Regions from separate parts of the Mus musculus genome. Here region 2 is linked to region 1. A link is a contact called in public Hi-C data. All regions are on one chromosome and are shown on one strand. Each heading gives the region's core, a stretch centred on a gene start, on an enhancer-like site or on the middle of the called end of the contact. The rest is flanking DNA. Distances are from core to core; before and after follow the strand shown.

The links. Hi-C and Micro-C count contacts between places; a contact is called where the count stands out from the background.
Region 2: a Hi-C map of CD8 T cells shows a contact between it and region 1, with 1.8 times the contacts expected there. The contact joins two enhancer-like sites. A contact is called at or near these places in 6 of 484 Hi-C or Micro-C datasets (CD4 T cells, CD8 T cells, bone marrow-derived macrophages and 2 more), 3 of 115 datasets of contacts at active chromatin or transcription factors (CD8 T cells, effector CD8 T cells and regulatory T cells) and 3 of 9 other capture datasets (adipose tissue, liver and pancreatic islet).

The regions. Positions count from the first base shown.
Region 1 is chr17:84,236,325-84,243,340 of GRCm38.p6, forward strand. All of the region lies in intron 31 of Thada (thyroid adenoma associated), which reads right to left. Among named protein-coding and RNA genes, the nearest start is that of Gm36279, 48 kb to the left of the region's middle. Within about 2 kb of position 3,382, at least 27 of the 459 cell types and tissues checked have an H3K27ac peak or open chromatin away from gene starts, as enhancers often do. A contact at or near this core is called in CD8 T cells, effector CD8 T cells and liver, where this site is marked.
Region 2 is chr17:84,302,226-84,308,606 of GRCm38.p6, forward strand. All of the region lies in intron 29 of Thada (thyroid adenoma associated), which reads right to left. Among named protein-coding and RNA genes, the nearest start is that of Gm24492, 18 kb to the left of the region's middle. Within about 2 kb of position 4,091, at least 48 of the 459 cell types and tissues checked have an H3K27ac peak or open chromatin away from gene starts, as enhancers often do. A contact at or near this core is called in CD8 T cells, effector CD8 T cells and liver, where this site is marked.

The DNA of each region.
Region 1 (7,016 bases), core at 2,132-4,631:
TGGCTCATGCCTGTAATCCTAGCACTTTGAAGGCAGAGGCAGAAGGATCCCTGAGAGTTCAAGGCTAGCACAATGAGACTTAATCTCAAAAATATAAAATCAAGTCCTAAGTAATAGAGCAGTCAGTTTTAAGTTACCAATTTAAGAAAGGTGTTTTTATTTTAAGTGATGTGCATATGTGTATCTGTCTGTGTCCAAGGAGGCTAAAAGTGGGCACCAGGTCCACAGAGCTGGAGTTAAAGACACAGTGCACTGCCAGAGGAGGGTGCGAGGAACCACACTCAGGTCTTCTGTAAGAGCAGCATGTGTGGAGCGGCTATGAGCAAATCCCAAGGAGACTTACTATATTCCTTTGAGGCTCCCTGCCACTGAACTTCAGAGGCTCTTATTCCACTTGACCCTGTGTGCTGCTCCCTCACCTCAAACTGAATCTGTCTTCTGCAAAGCTCTGAATTCTCTCATGCGGCTAGGCCAATACAAGTTTGCAGATTGGCTGGGGATATGGCTTGGTTGTTAGGGTGTTTGCCTGCCATGTGTAAGTTCCTGAGTTGGATTCCCAGTCCACATACTCTAGGTCCTGTACTCCTGTCATCCCAGCACTGAAGCGGTGGAGGTAGGAGGATCAAGTGCTCGTGTCACTTGGCTACAGAGTGGGTACACGGCATCCTGGGATACACAGGACCCTCTCCTGCCAAGTGAGCAGATACAGTAGTCCTAAACTTTCACCCAGCATTCCTTAAAGGAGGGGCTAAGAAAGTCTCGATGTGCAGTGGGGTGTCCCACCTTCTCCCAGGTCAGTGAGAGCTACAACCGAGCCAAGTGAAGTTCTTATCTGAACTGGGTCTAAAAATAATCAGCTGATAATTTGTACTCTGCAAATGTTAATGTCTTGTTATGTAATTTCTCAGTAAAAAAAATACTTGTACAGAAAAGGAAACCATAGGAACTACAACAACAAAATCAGCTGATTTATTAATTTTTGGCTTTTCCTTATCAAAGGGAAATTCCATTCTTCTGTTTAATCCAACGCCTCTCCCAGTAAAGCTGTGATCCTGACCCCAGAGGCCCTTCCAGTTACAAACATGGAGAAGCTGGGAGAGGCCCTGGAAACAGGTCTTCTCTGAGCTGGTCTTGGCCTGCTCTTTCTTGTCAGATTTGTTCCTGGTTCTCTGACACCCTTCAAAGAGGTGTCCATCACTTTCCCCTGTGTGCTGGACAGTTTTATGTCAACTTGACACAAGCTAAAGTCATCTGAGAGAAGGGAACCTCAGTTAAGGAAAACCTCAGTTAAGGAAATCTGACTGTAGGCAAGCCTGTAGGGCATTCTCTTAATTAGTAATTGATAGGGGAGAGCCCAACCTATTGTGGGTGGTGCCATCCCTAGGCTGGTAGTCCTGGGTTCTATAAGAAAGGAGGCTGAGCAAGCCATGGAGAGCAAGCCAGTAAGCAGTATCCCTCCGTGGCCTCTGCATCAGCTCCTGCCTCTGTTCCTGCCCTGTCTTAAGTTTCTCTCAACTGTCTTCAATGATGGACTATTATGTAGAAGAGTGAGCCGGATAAACCCTTTCCTCCCAAGCTGCTTTTGCTTACAGTGTTCCATCGCAGCAGTAGTTACTCTAACCAGGAAACTCTGGTTGTCAGAACGTTATGAGAATCATGCATCTCTCCCTCATCCTCCCAAATATCAGTTTTAGGCTGGCATGGAACTCACTATGTAGCTGAGGATGGCCCTGAACTTCAGCCCCTCTTGCTTGCATTTCAAGTGCTCGCATTACAGGCCTATGCACCAGGCTAGCTCAGGGGCAGGTGTGTTTAAGCAAAGAATCCTTAATGTGCTGGTGGGGACGGACTGAGGATGTCTTTTAAGTATACTATTTGAAGAACACCTTCTTAAGCCATAAGCTGTGAGCTCAGCCCTTCTAACTTGTGAATCAGAAGATTACAGAAGGGAAGGGATGAGTGCATGGGGGGGGGACTACAATTTCTAACTACTTCCCTCCAGTTCCATCCCAGCAGCCTTTACCCAACACAGGGAGCCAATCAGGAAACACTGCAGATAAACACAGGACGAACTAAAGACACAAACATGCAGTTATTTCCCAACATAGTCTGCTTCTGCTTCTTCAAAGAACTGCACCACAGTGCAAGATTTGGAGGGGATTTGCACCACCATAAACCCTAGCACCTGCCACCCTTTGATTGACCTATTTCCCACAAAGGATTTTAGGCCTCTCTGATGTTTCCAGGCAACAGGAGACACCATGAAAGCACTCTGAGGACCACACCTGGATAGACAGGCTCTTTTTAGTACCTTGGTCGATTTCTGTTGCCTTACCAGCATCGAGAGGGACTGGGACCAAGCAATCTCAGTCCTTGTCAGTGATAAAAGACAGTCCTGAGACTCTGCCTGAGCTCTAAAGTATGTACTTAAGAAACAGAATCTGGAGGCTGGAGCAACTGCTCAGCAGTTAAGAGCACTGACTGCCCTTTCCAGAGGTCCCAAGTTCAATTCCCAGCAACCACATGGTTGCTGTAATGAGATCTGATGCCCTCTTCTGGTGTGCCTCAAAACAGCTACAGTGTACTCATACATAAAATGAATAAATTGCAAAAAGAAAAGAAAAAGAATCTAAGAGCAAAGAGGCCTCTGGAACTACTGGATTGCAGACACACTACAAGAGGAGGAGTGCAGGGAGGGCTCCCAGCAGGCGAGCCCAGCAGAATCTGGCTGGGTTGCAGAAGTCCACCATGGAGGGAGGAGTTAAGGAACTTCTTCCAGGTAAGCAACAGGAGGTGAGCCAAGGAGGAAGGGCACCAGGATTCCTGTTGTATTTAATGTGCCCACCACAACCCCAGACGAGGCAGTAAAAGGGTGGGAATTTACACACTGGGTGCTGACAGACATCAGTGAAAATTCAAGACTGAGGCCCTGATCCAGAACAGTGGCTTTATAAAAAGAGGAGAGACGTCTGAGCCAGGATGCTCTCCACACTGCTGCCCTCTGCCATGGACGTCACTACTGGACGCCCTCGACAATGCCAGGTAGATGCTGATGTCAAGTTCTTTCACTTCTAGACTGGTGAGCCAAAGAAATCTATTTTCTTTGTAAGTTAGCCTTTCTGTGATGTTTCTAGCAGCAGAAAATGGGTTGAGACACCCAAACATCAGCGCAGAGGCTCTTTCTCCACGTGATAGCCTCCCTTCTTTGCTGTCAATTAACTTCCAGACTCCTATGTTGTACAGATCTATTATCCCAGCACTCTGGGGAAGGTAGGATGATGGTTCAAAGAAGTTGAAAAAGATCAAAATGAAACTTCTAGAGATAAACAGTCCAATGTCTAAAATAAAGACATAGTGGACAGAATTCACAGCAGATGAGAGAGCACAACAGAAAAGACTAGTTAATAGTTAATCTGAAGACACAGAGATAGAAGCTGTGAAAAATGGAACACACATTAAAGAACAAAGAAAAAGCCTAAAACGTGGGGTGGCTATAGGAAACCTTCAGGTGACCTAACACATGTGACAAGAACCCCTGAAAGGGGAGGAAGTGGGCAAGGTACAAAAAAAAAAAAAAAAAAAAAGTCAAAGAAACAATGGTGGTAGAACAATTGATAATCATATGAGACATTTATCTTACATCATACATAGGAGTTACATAGATGTAGGTCATGCACATATATAAAATCTAGAGCCATAAAGCTTTAGATCTCAGGATGCAGCTCAGTAGTTGTGTATGAGTGCTTGCCTAGCAGGTCCAAGGCCCTGGGCTGATCATTAACCAACCAGCCAGCCAACAGCCAATCAACCAACCAGCCAACTAACCAACAGCCAGCCAGCCAGCCAACCAACCAACCAATGAATCCATCAAATACAACCTCACTAAGCTTTAGAAAAAAGTATGAAAGAATATCTTTGTGACCTTGAGATAACAAGGACTTAACTAGGGCGCCCACACACACACACACACACACACACACACACACAAAGCAGGAAACATCTATGGGTAATACTGTAGACCTATACCCAAGATACAACTTCCAAAACACAAGAAAATCAAGAAGGAAGACCAACGTGTGAATACTTCATTCCTCCCTAGAATAGGGAATAAAATATCCATGGAAGGAGTTGAAGAGACAAAGACGAAAGGATGGACCATCCAGAGACTGCCCCACCCGGGGACCCATCCCATAATCAGTCACCAAATGCAGACACTATTGCATAAGCCAGCAAGATTTTGCTGAAAGGACCCTGATATAGCTGGCTCCTGTGAGGCTTTGCCAGTGCCTGGCAAATACAGAAGTGGATGCTCACAGTCATCTATAGGATGGAACACAGGGCCCCCAATGTAGGAGCTAGAGAAAGTACCCAAAAGCTGAAGGGGTCTACAACCCTATAGGTGGAACAACAATATGAATTAATCAGTACCCCCAGAACTCGTGTCTCTAGCTGCATATGTAGCAGAAGATGGCCTAGTCAGCCATCATTGGGAAGAGAGGCCCCTTTGTCTAGCAAACTTTATATGCCCCAGTACAGGGGAAAGCCAGGGCCAAGAAGTGTGAATGAGTGGGTAGGGGAGCAGGGCGGGGGTTGGGGGAGAGTATAGGGGACTTTTGGGATAACATTTGAAATGTAAATGAAGAAAATATCCAATTAAAAAAAAAAAAGAAAAAAAATAGTGTAGACCTACTATCCCAGCATTCTGGAGAAGATAGGATGATAGTTCAAATCTAGCTTGGACTACACTATGAGTTCTAAGCCAGCCTAGGCTATACAAGGAAACCCTGATTAAAACAGAACAAAAAAGCTAAAGTCATTCCACATAAATAAGGGAAGAGAGGGAGGGAGGAAGTGAGTGAGAGAAAGAAAGAGAAAAGAAAACAATCAATTGGACTTCATTAAAATTAAGAATGATGGGCCAGAGAGAGGGCTCAGAGGTTAAGAGCACTGGATATGCTGGGCGGGCGGTGGTGGCGCACGCCTTGAATCCCAGCACTCGGGAGGCAGAGGCAGGCGGATTTCTGAGTTCGAGGCCAGCCCGGTCTACAAAGTGAGTTCCAGGACAGCCAGGGCTGTAAAGAGAGACCCTGACTTGAAACCCCCCCCCCCCCCAAAAAAAAGAGCACTGGGTGCTCTTCCAAAGGTTCAGAGTTCAATTCCCAGCAACCACATGGTGCCTCATAACAATCTATAGTGAGCTCTGGTGCCCTCTTCTGGCTTGCAGGCATACATGCAGGCAGAGTGCTATATATACATAATAAATCTTAGAAAAAAAAAAAGAATGACTGCTCTTGAAAAACACTGTTAAGAAAATGAAAATGTAAGTCAAAGATAGGAAAAAACTATCCACCAAATGTTTATCTTTATAAACTCACACACAGCATAAGAAACAAAACCACAGGCCTACCAGATGAATAGGTGGGTAAAGGCACTTGAGCGAAGCTGATCATCGGAGTCAAGAGTCCCACAACCCACATGGTGGAAACAAAAACTGATTCTCACAGGCTGTCCTCTTCACATGCCTGAGGGCACATACATGTTCTCTCTGTCTGTCTGTCTGTCTGCTTGCCCCCCCTCCAAGAGAACTTACAGCTCAATGATAAGGCAAACATCAGTTTATAGAGCTATGTAAAATGTTGAATGGATACTTTGTTGAGATGGCAAATACTGCACACGGAAAGACAATCTAACCAGGGAACTTCATGTAACCTCACGCCAGGAGAGCTACATACACTCACTGCAACGATGCAGCTGCCGACGCTGATGTCAAGTGTTGGCTAGAACACAGAGCAACTGGACCACTCTTCTGGTGGCAATGCCAAGTGGGCATCTCTTCTGATAAACATTCTGGCTGTTTCTTTTTACCTATGGCCTAATAATCTGCTTAGATTTTTTTTTTTTAGAATAACAAAAAATATTTTACTAAAACATAAGACTAAAACATAAGATTTACAGAATTTCCAGAAAAGATATTAAAAATGGTCACATGCTTCTTCTTGTTCTGTCTGTCTTCCTTCCTTTTTTCTTGTCTTTCTTTGTGTGTGTGTGTGTGTGTGGGGGGGGGGGTTTCTCTATGTAGCTCTGGCTGTCCTGGAACTTCTCTGTAGACCAGCTAGCCTTGAATTCACAGAGATCTGCCTGTCTCTGCCTCCCCACTGCCGGGAATAACGGTGTGAGCCCCCACCACCTGGCAGCATCTGGTTCTGTTTGTTTGTTTTTGTTTTGTTGCTTAGGTTTTTTTTTTTTCCCCAAGAAAAATCAAAGCATTTAACCAAACAATTCTTTGAAGATGTTCAGGGCTCCATATCTGACATTCTCTAATCAGAAAAAATAGCCAACATGTCTATCAACTGTTGATAAACTATCCATAAACAAATTATATAAACAGTGGAACACTAACTTAGCACATAAAAAGTCACGGTTCACATCGAACAATGTACTTTCACAAGTACAAAATATAATTAATCCAATTTTAAAGTGGGCAAAGGAGGGCTGGAGAGATGGCTAAATGTTTAAGAGCACATGATGCTCTTCCAGAGAACCCAAGTTCTGCCCTCAGCACCCACATCAGGCAGTTCCCAACCACCTATATCTCCAGGAATCTGATCCCCTCTTTTGGTCTGTGTGGAGAATCATGTACATACAGAAACACAGATACATATAAACAATGAATCTTTTAAAAATGAGCAAAAAGTCTGAACAGACATTTCTCGAGACAAATGTCCAATGGACATCAGGAAAGATGCTGTATCACCAGTCAGAGGGAAGTCAGAGCTCAGCCCAGCCAGGGCCACTGCACTCACAACAGGCAATTGTACTCAGGCAGTAACAAGTACGGCAGAGGAAGGGGAGAACTAGGAGCCTTGGGTGTTTCTGGAGGAAGACTTCAATTCCTCAAGAAGCTGATCCAGCCCTTTCTTCTCCTCCTATCCCCTGTCTCCACAACCCCCTTTACTCCTATGTGCAATTTACTCAGAAGAACTGAAAAAAAAAAGAGCCCATGAATATTTATAGCA
Region 2 (6,381 bases), core at 2,841-5,340, 67 kb after region 1:
CTATTCCCCACTTCACTCTCCATCTACCTCACAAGCCCAGGTACAGGCAGCACGTGAAAGGCCTCGCAGGAGGACAGAGGAAGTGGTACAACAGTCACTGTTCTTTTCCGGATCCGAGACAAGCCTGACTCTGATCCCAGAGGGAATTCATTTTAGGTGCTTCTAAAATAGGGCGTCCTTTCTAGTCTTGTTCATCCATTAAGTCCACTTTGTTGGTCCTTGTCTATGGAAAAGATAGTTTCTGACACATATCTGGCATACCTGCTTACAAACCTATGTGACCCGTGCAATTTGAGAAGAAAACATATTCACTTTCTAGACCCCCTCCAGTTTCAAACACTATCCCTCCAACAGTGACTATTCTGACCCTTCACTATTTGCTCCCATTACTCTGACTCCTCTATTCTGTCTGATCTTTAGGGCCAAAGCAATTAGTAGCTTCCAAGAACATACATAATTCACCTACATTATGGACTGTAAGTTATAGTAGTATGCTATTATCTATTATTTTACTTCCCCCACTACTGCCCTGCTATAAGAATATTAGCTCCATGAAAGCTGATCTTTTTGTTTTTGTTGGATTTTGAGACAGGGTCACATGTAGCCCACGTTAGCTTTGAACTCACTATGTAGCTAAGATGACCCTGAACTTATCCTCCTGTCTCTAGCTTCCATGTGCTGAGATATTCAGTGCTCTGAGCATGCTAGGAAAGCACTCTGCCAACTCAGCTACACCCCCATCCCCGAGAGTTAATGCTCCTGAGCAAGGATCTCTCTTTTCTTTGATGTGTCAACTTAACACAAAGCTGGCACTAATCAATAGTGCTTGAATAACCCAACAATGCCAGTTTCCCTAGTGGGACCCTGAAGTCCCCACAGTGACTGGTTTTTCTGAGAACTTTCTTTTCCTCATTCACAGAAGTAGTATTCTATAGTACAGTATAACAGTGGCAAACACACACACACACACACACACACACACACACACTCACACACTGGAGTACAGTGTATACAGCATAGTACATACAGTCTCAGACTGTAAGTTAAGAGCACAGCTCAAAAGCTTCACATGAGCCTAGAAGTAAAACCCTGATCTATTTGCCACCATTTATAATTTGTATAACTTTAGGAATATCTCAAACTCTCTCAGTCTCATTTTTTTTCTTCTTATCAGTAGGCCAGGAATAACATAACCTTCCAGAAGGACCTCTGTAGTTACACAATAATTGGTAGGTCATTCAATAGCTGTATCCTACTCAGCAGCCAGGGGGAATAGAGGCCTACTCCTTACTTTTCACCATTCCTGGCCCCATTCTCACCCCTGGAGAAACATGAAGTGACTCTTCTGTAAGTTCAACATAGCCCTGACTTAGCCAGCCTTCTTTCAGAACACTGCAAAGCCATGGGAGGGCATGCTGGGCAACAGTAATCATGTATGGCAGCCTGTGCTCTGGAGCCAACACTTGGAGAGGTTCTCTAAGTAACACACACCAAACAAAAGCTTTTGAATGTTTATAAGGAAAGGATTAATTTATCCCTGGAAGTAGGATTTTAATTAAAAGTGAATATATATTGCCAACGTACATTTTAACAAGGTCTAGGTCTTTCTTTAACTTTTAAGAAGAGCCCAGTGCCCCCCCCCCCCCCCCCCAGTGCTGTTCATATCAAGGCAATAGTAAGTCACTGCTCTGCTGCCCCTGCGTTAACAGAGATGCCTCTCCTCCCAGCTTGGTGCCTGCCCGCAGTCTCCAGCTCTCCCTGCCATACTCCTGCTGTCTGAGAACTGCAGGCTCTGCAGAGATGTTGACACATTACAATCACACCATGGGAGAAACTTGGCCACAGCCCTTCCCAGACTGGGGAGCAACTTTGTCAGATGCAGATTCTCCTTTCCAGGGACCACAGGTCCACAAGAGGGAAGAGCAAACCTGACTACCAGTCACAAATAAGAGTGTTTCCAGTAATGTCTGAGTCGGTCTGGAAACAAACCACACAGACAAGTAATCCACTCAGCTTTGAAGTCACCATCACTTCAGGCTTTTGTTTTTCCGTCTGAAATTGTACTTTCTGAGCATAAAATCATCAACAACGAACACAGATCATCAAACAGGACCTGTCAAGTACTGTGCCATTTCTGGACAACTTGAACATTTTATATTTCACAATTTTGTACTGTTGAGAAATATGGAAATAAGAAAATATATTAAAATTCTTAAAGCAAAGAATGACTACAATGCGCATGCTTTTAAAAGATGGAAATAACTCTTAAATTATATTTAATTGTAAGTACTCGGGCAAAGCTGTCTGTCTCCTGGACTTTTTCCTTCCTTCTATTGCCGGGGTCTAGGGAAAGCAATGAAGGATGGTGTCTGGTCCCAGCCCCTGACCAGCAGCTGCGTTACACACTTAGGCAAACTGGTTCACCTTTACTGCTCCCTAGGTTTCTGCTTTCCTTTTCTAGAGAGCCATTCGCGATCACCCTGTGCCTTCAGTTCTCAAGCTGTTCTTGATGACCCAGTCCCACTCCGCTGCTCCCATCTTTGCGAGATCCTGACTCAAGCAGAGACCACCTCATTTTTTTCTTCTTTCAAGTCCACAGTCATCTGGCTGTCTGTTTTTCACCCCAGCTTTACTCACCCCGCTGCCCCTGCCCACAGAGAGCTTAGTGTGCTTTGGACCTCAAACCCCAGCCCCTCAACATTGGGAGAAAAAACCCCACGGGGCAAACTACTCCCCTGACTTCCAGCACCTCTAGAGCAGGGCAGGCACACTGTGTTTGCTGAGTTAAACTCAGTCGTCACCATGTCCTTGCAGCCTCACCACTTCCTAGATCCAGAACTGCTCAAGTCCAAGGCTCAGGAAGAGAGGGTGTGAGCACTGTGACTGAGCAGTTGGAGAAAACCCTGGTGTTCCAGCAAGGAGACTTATGCAGAAAAACAAAGAGAAGGGGGAGAGAGAGGAGTGGAGGCAGGGAAGGTCCGATGAGTCTTTTCCATGTTAGTCCCTGACCTTTAGTAACGATCCACACAATCTCTAACGCTGGCGGACTCTGTTCCAATGTTGACCAATTACAACACGCTCAATGTAAGGAGACCAATCAACCAGTAACAGGTAACATAAGAAAAGAGATGGACTCTTGGCTTAACTACCCTAGTCATGAAAGCTGTTACTCTTGTCAACTGCAGGGAGGAAGCACATTATAAAAAGAGCCATGGGCTTTAGAGTGAAGTACACCTCTCCCTTTGACTGGGAAGGGAGTGGATGACTGAAGGGCTCTAGTCTTGCTACTTTGCAGGCTTGAATGCTTGAGCATGAATAAAATCAAAGGTTACCTTTACTTCCATGGTAAACTAGGCTGACGTCCTAGGCCATCCAAAGTCATCTATGTATGGTTAATACACTGTACTGTACAAGCAGGCAGCCCCGCCTCTGAGCTCCATGGATAGGAAAGACATCTCTCTCTCTTTCCCTTTCTCTTAGAACTCAGAATTCTCAAGATGGAGAAATCAAGTCTCCAAATCGGGGAGAAAAAAAGAACTGAACAGAAAAGCAAAGTTGATGTCAATTACTAGGGAAGCGCAGCTTGCTTGTCTCTCACACCGAGGTGCGGTGGCACCAGAGTGATTGTTTAGATTGAAGACAAAACTTGTCTAGACCATTCAAATAAATACACAAATGGTTTTCTCACGCCCAACAAGCTCCATCTAACTGCGAGCTTTATGAACAAGCTTTCTTTTACCTTTTATATTTGATATTATACCATCAGAAACTTGAGTAAAAGACGTGGTGGATGAACAAACCCAAAATTCAAACTCTCCCCTCAGATGCTGTACACTTCTTTATGAAATATCAAAATGTTAGTTAAATACGTAAGAATCAGAACAAAGCTTTCCTTGGAGTTGTTGGCCAAACTTGGTCTCAACAAGAGAACTTTCTGAATGGCACTGCCAGCTCTTAGGAGGGGCAAGTGACCTAGTAATAACATTAAGTTCCTAACATGAAGAGCTGTGGCAGTAAAACAGTTCACTCTACTTCACAGAGGGGTGGACCTGCCAGTGTTGCTCTGAGTGATCACTGTAAGCTCCATGGCTCTGCTGCCTCCACTGAGACTTCCTGTGGTTACCTTGGGCTCTTCAGAACCTGCTGAACTATATCTCACCTTCCCAGCATGCATCACTTCCACCCACCTCAGCACTGTCACGCTGAGCCTCTGGCTCTGGATGATCAGGAAAGGAACTCACAAGTCCCAGTTATGCACACCCTATAATTTGAATCTTTCCCAGAGCCAGAAACTCAAGGGTCAGCACATTTTTGTCTTTAAGGTATACTGAAGAAACACTCTGGGGTGTGATATGTTTATGTAAACATCTTCAAAGAAGTCAATGTATAATTCAAGAAAATATTCTCTGAAAGAATTTGTTTTCTGATTACAAAATGATTTCCTGCTCTCGAAAACCGAAGAGTTTTGTGTTTACTTAGCTGGCTCTGAAGGTCCCGTGGAGAGTATCACTCCTTTCAGGCTCTTAGCATCTCTTTTCCAAAGGCAAGTATTTGCTGGCTTCAAAGGCAGCTCTCTGTAAAGAATCTACCAAGGAAGACTCCTCCCTGCCTGTCTCCACCCTTTAGATGCTCACTGACAGCACTGCAGACCCAAGGACCCGAGCACCTTTGACTCCTTTCCCACCAGGTGAAGTAGCCTTAGGAACTACAAGGTCTGTCCAACCACACAGTGAACACCCAGCCCCCACACTGTGACTCCCTCCCCCAGTAAGCCTTTCTTGCACTTTGGTGCAACAGCCAGGGCCCGCCATGGAGGAGGCACCTAAGCGGCCCACCAGCACAAGCGGAGAAAGGAAGGAATGGCCCCACTTACCTACACTGCTGAAAGAACCCAGCCAGCAGCATGGCTGTAACCTTTCATGTTGTGGGCACTCTAACTCCCACAGTGTACATTTTCAAGACTCAGTTTTGCTCTTTTCCTTGTCACTAGTCTGTTTCCTTTGAAACAGCAGCAGAGTTGGGGGCCAACAGCTCTGACTTGGGATTTCTGAGGCAACCTTTCTACTCTTGTGGTGGTCCCTGTGACTCCCACCAGTGTATCTTGACCAGGGCCATGAGGTACAGAAGGTGGCAGTACGGCCCCATCAACCTGATCTTCAGAAAGTTGCAAAATAGGTCTTTGATTCAGGTGTGGCTCTGTGCGCAAGTCAGTGTGCTGACAGAGGGTTGTGCTACTGGCTTTGACGAGTACATGAACCTTGTACTAAATGATATAGAAGAAAGTGTTTCCAACTAGAAATGGTCAAGCATGGGAGAAATTGAGAAAGCAGTACAGTGGTTTTAAAGGTGTTTTCTGCTAGCACAGTCTGAAAGATTTATTAATATTTTTTAGAAGTCCTTGTGTTATTATCAGGAGACAATAAATGCTATGAGATTGTTTTTTGTTACAAAAAAGAAAGCAAGAAAGCAAGGAAGGAAGGAAGGAAGAAAAAGAAAAAGAAAGAAAAGAAACAAAATGAAAAAAAGAAAGCAAGAAAGAAAGGCAGATAGACCGACAGAAAGAAACCTAACTTGTTTTATTTAAACCAATGATGATCTTTGGGCCTTTATGGCCTGTTTCCAAGGCTAGGATAACCTGTGCTTCTTCTCTTTAACATAGGAATGAAGAGAGGACCCAAAGGCTCTAAATGCTTAAGGCTTTATAATAAGAACCACATGAGATGGGAGATATGGTACTGTGGGTAAAATACTTGCCATACAAGATGAGGACCTAAAATGAATACCCAGTCCAAAGGTAAAAATCCGGAGGTACAACCCGAAGGGAAGAACCCCTGAAAGCTTGCAGGCCAGCACCCTGGTGTACAGAGCAGAGAGCCTCTCAAACAAGGAAGAAGGTGAGGACTGACCTCTGGGGCTGCCCTCTGACGGCCACCTAGGTGCCTGGGAGTACATCTCTGAACTCCAACACTTCTCGCCTCCCAACAAAAGCAATTACAGAAAGCTGTAAAGCACAAAGGATCTGAGGCCCACTCAGTTCTGAACTGAGAGCCGGCGGCGGGTGGGTGTGTGTCTTTTTAGGAGCCCCATGGGATCAAGCTACTTTAAAATGATGCTAAGATGGTGGCTTCCTTTACTTTTCCTTCATCATGTGCAGTTAAGCTTATTGCGTTTAAGGATTGTGAGAATGTCTTCCCCGGTGATAAAGGAGTATGGCTTTGGGTTCTTATGTCTTGATATTCTCTCATTTCTACTGTCTAAGTAAATACTGAAAGGTAAAGCCTGCTCGGTACCCTCATTAATTTCAAGTGGGTAAAGTGCTGAGAACCACTGAGGTGGCACTTTGGTCTGACCCACAACTTCCTGTTCCCAGGCTGGCACCTT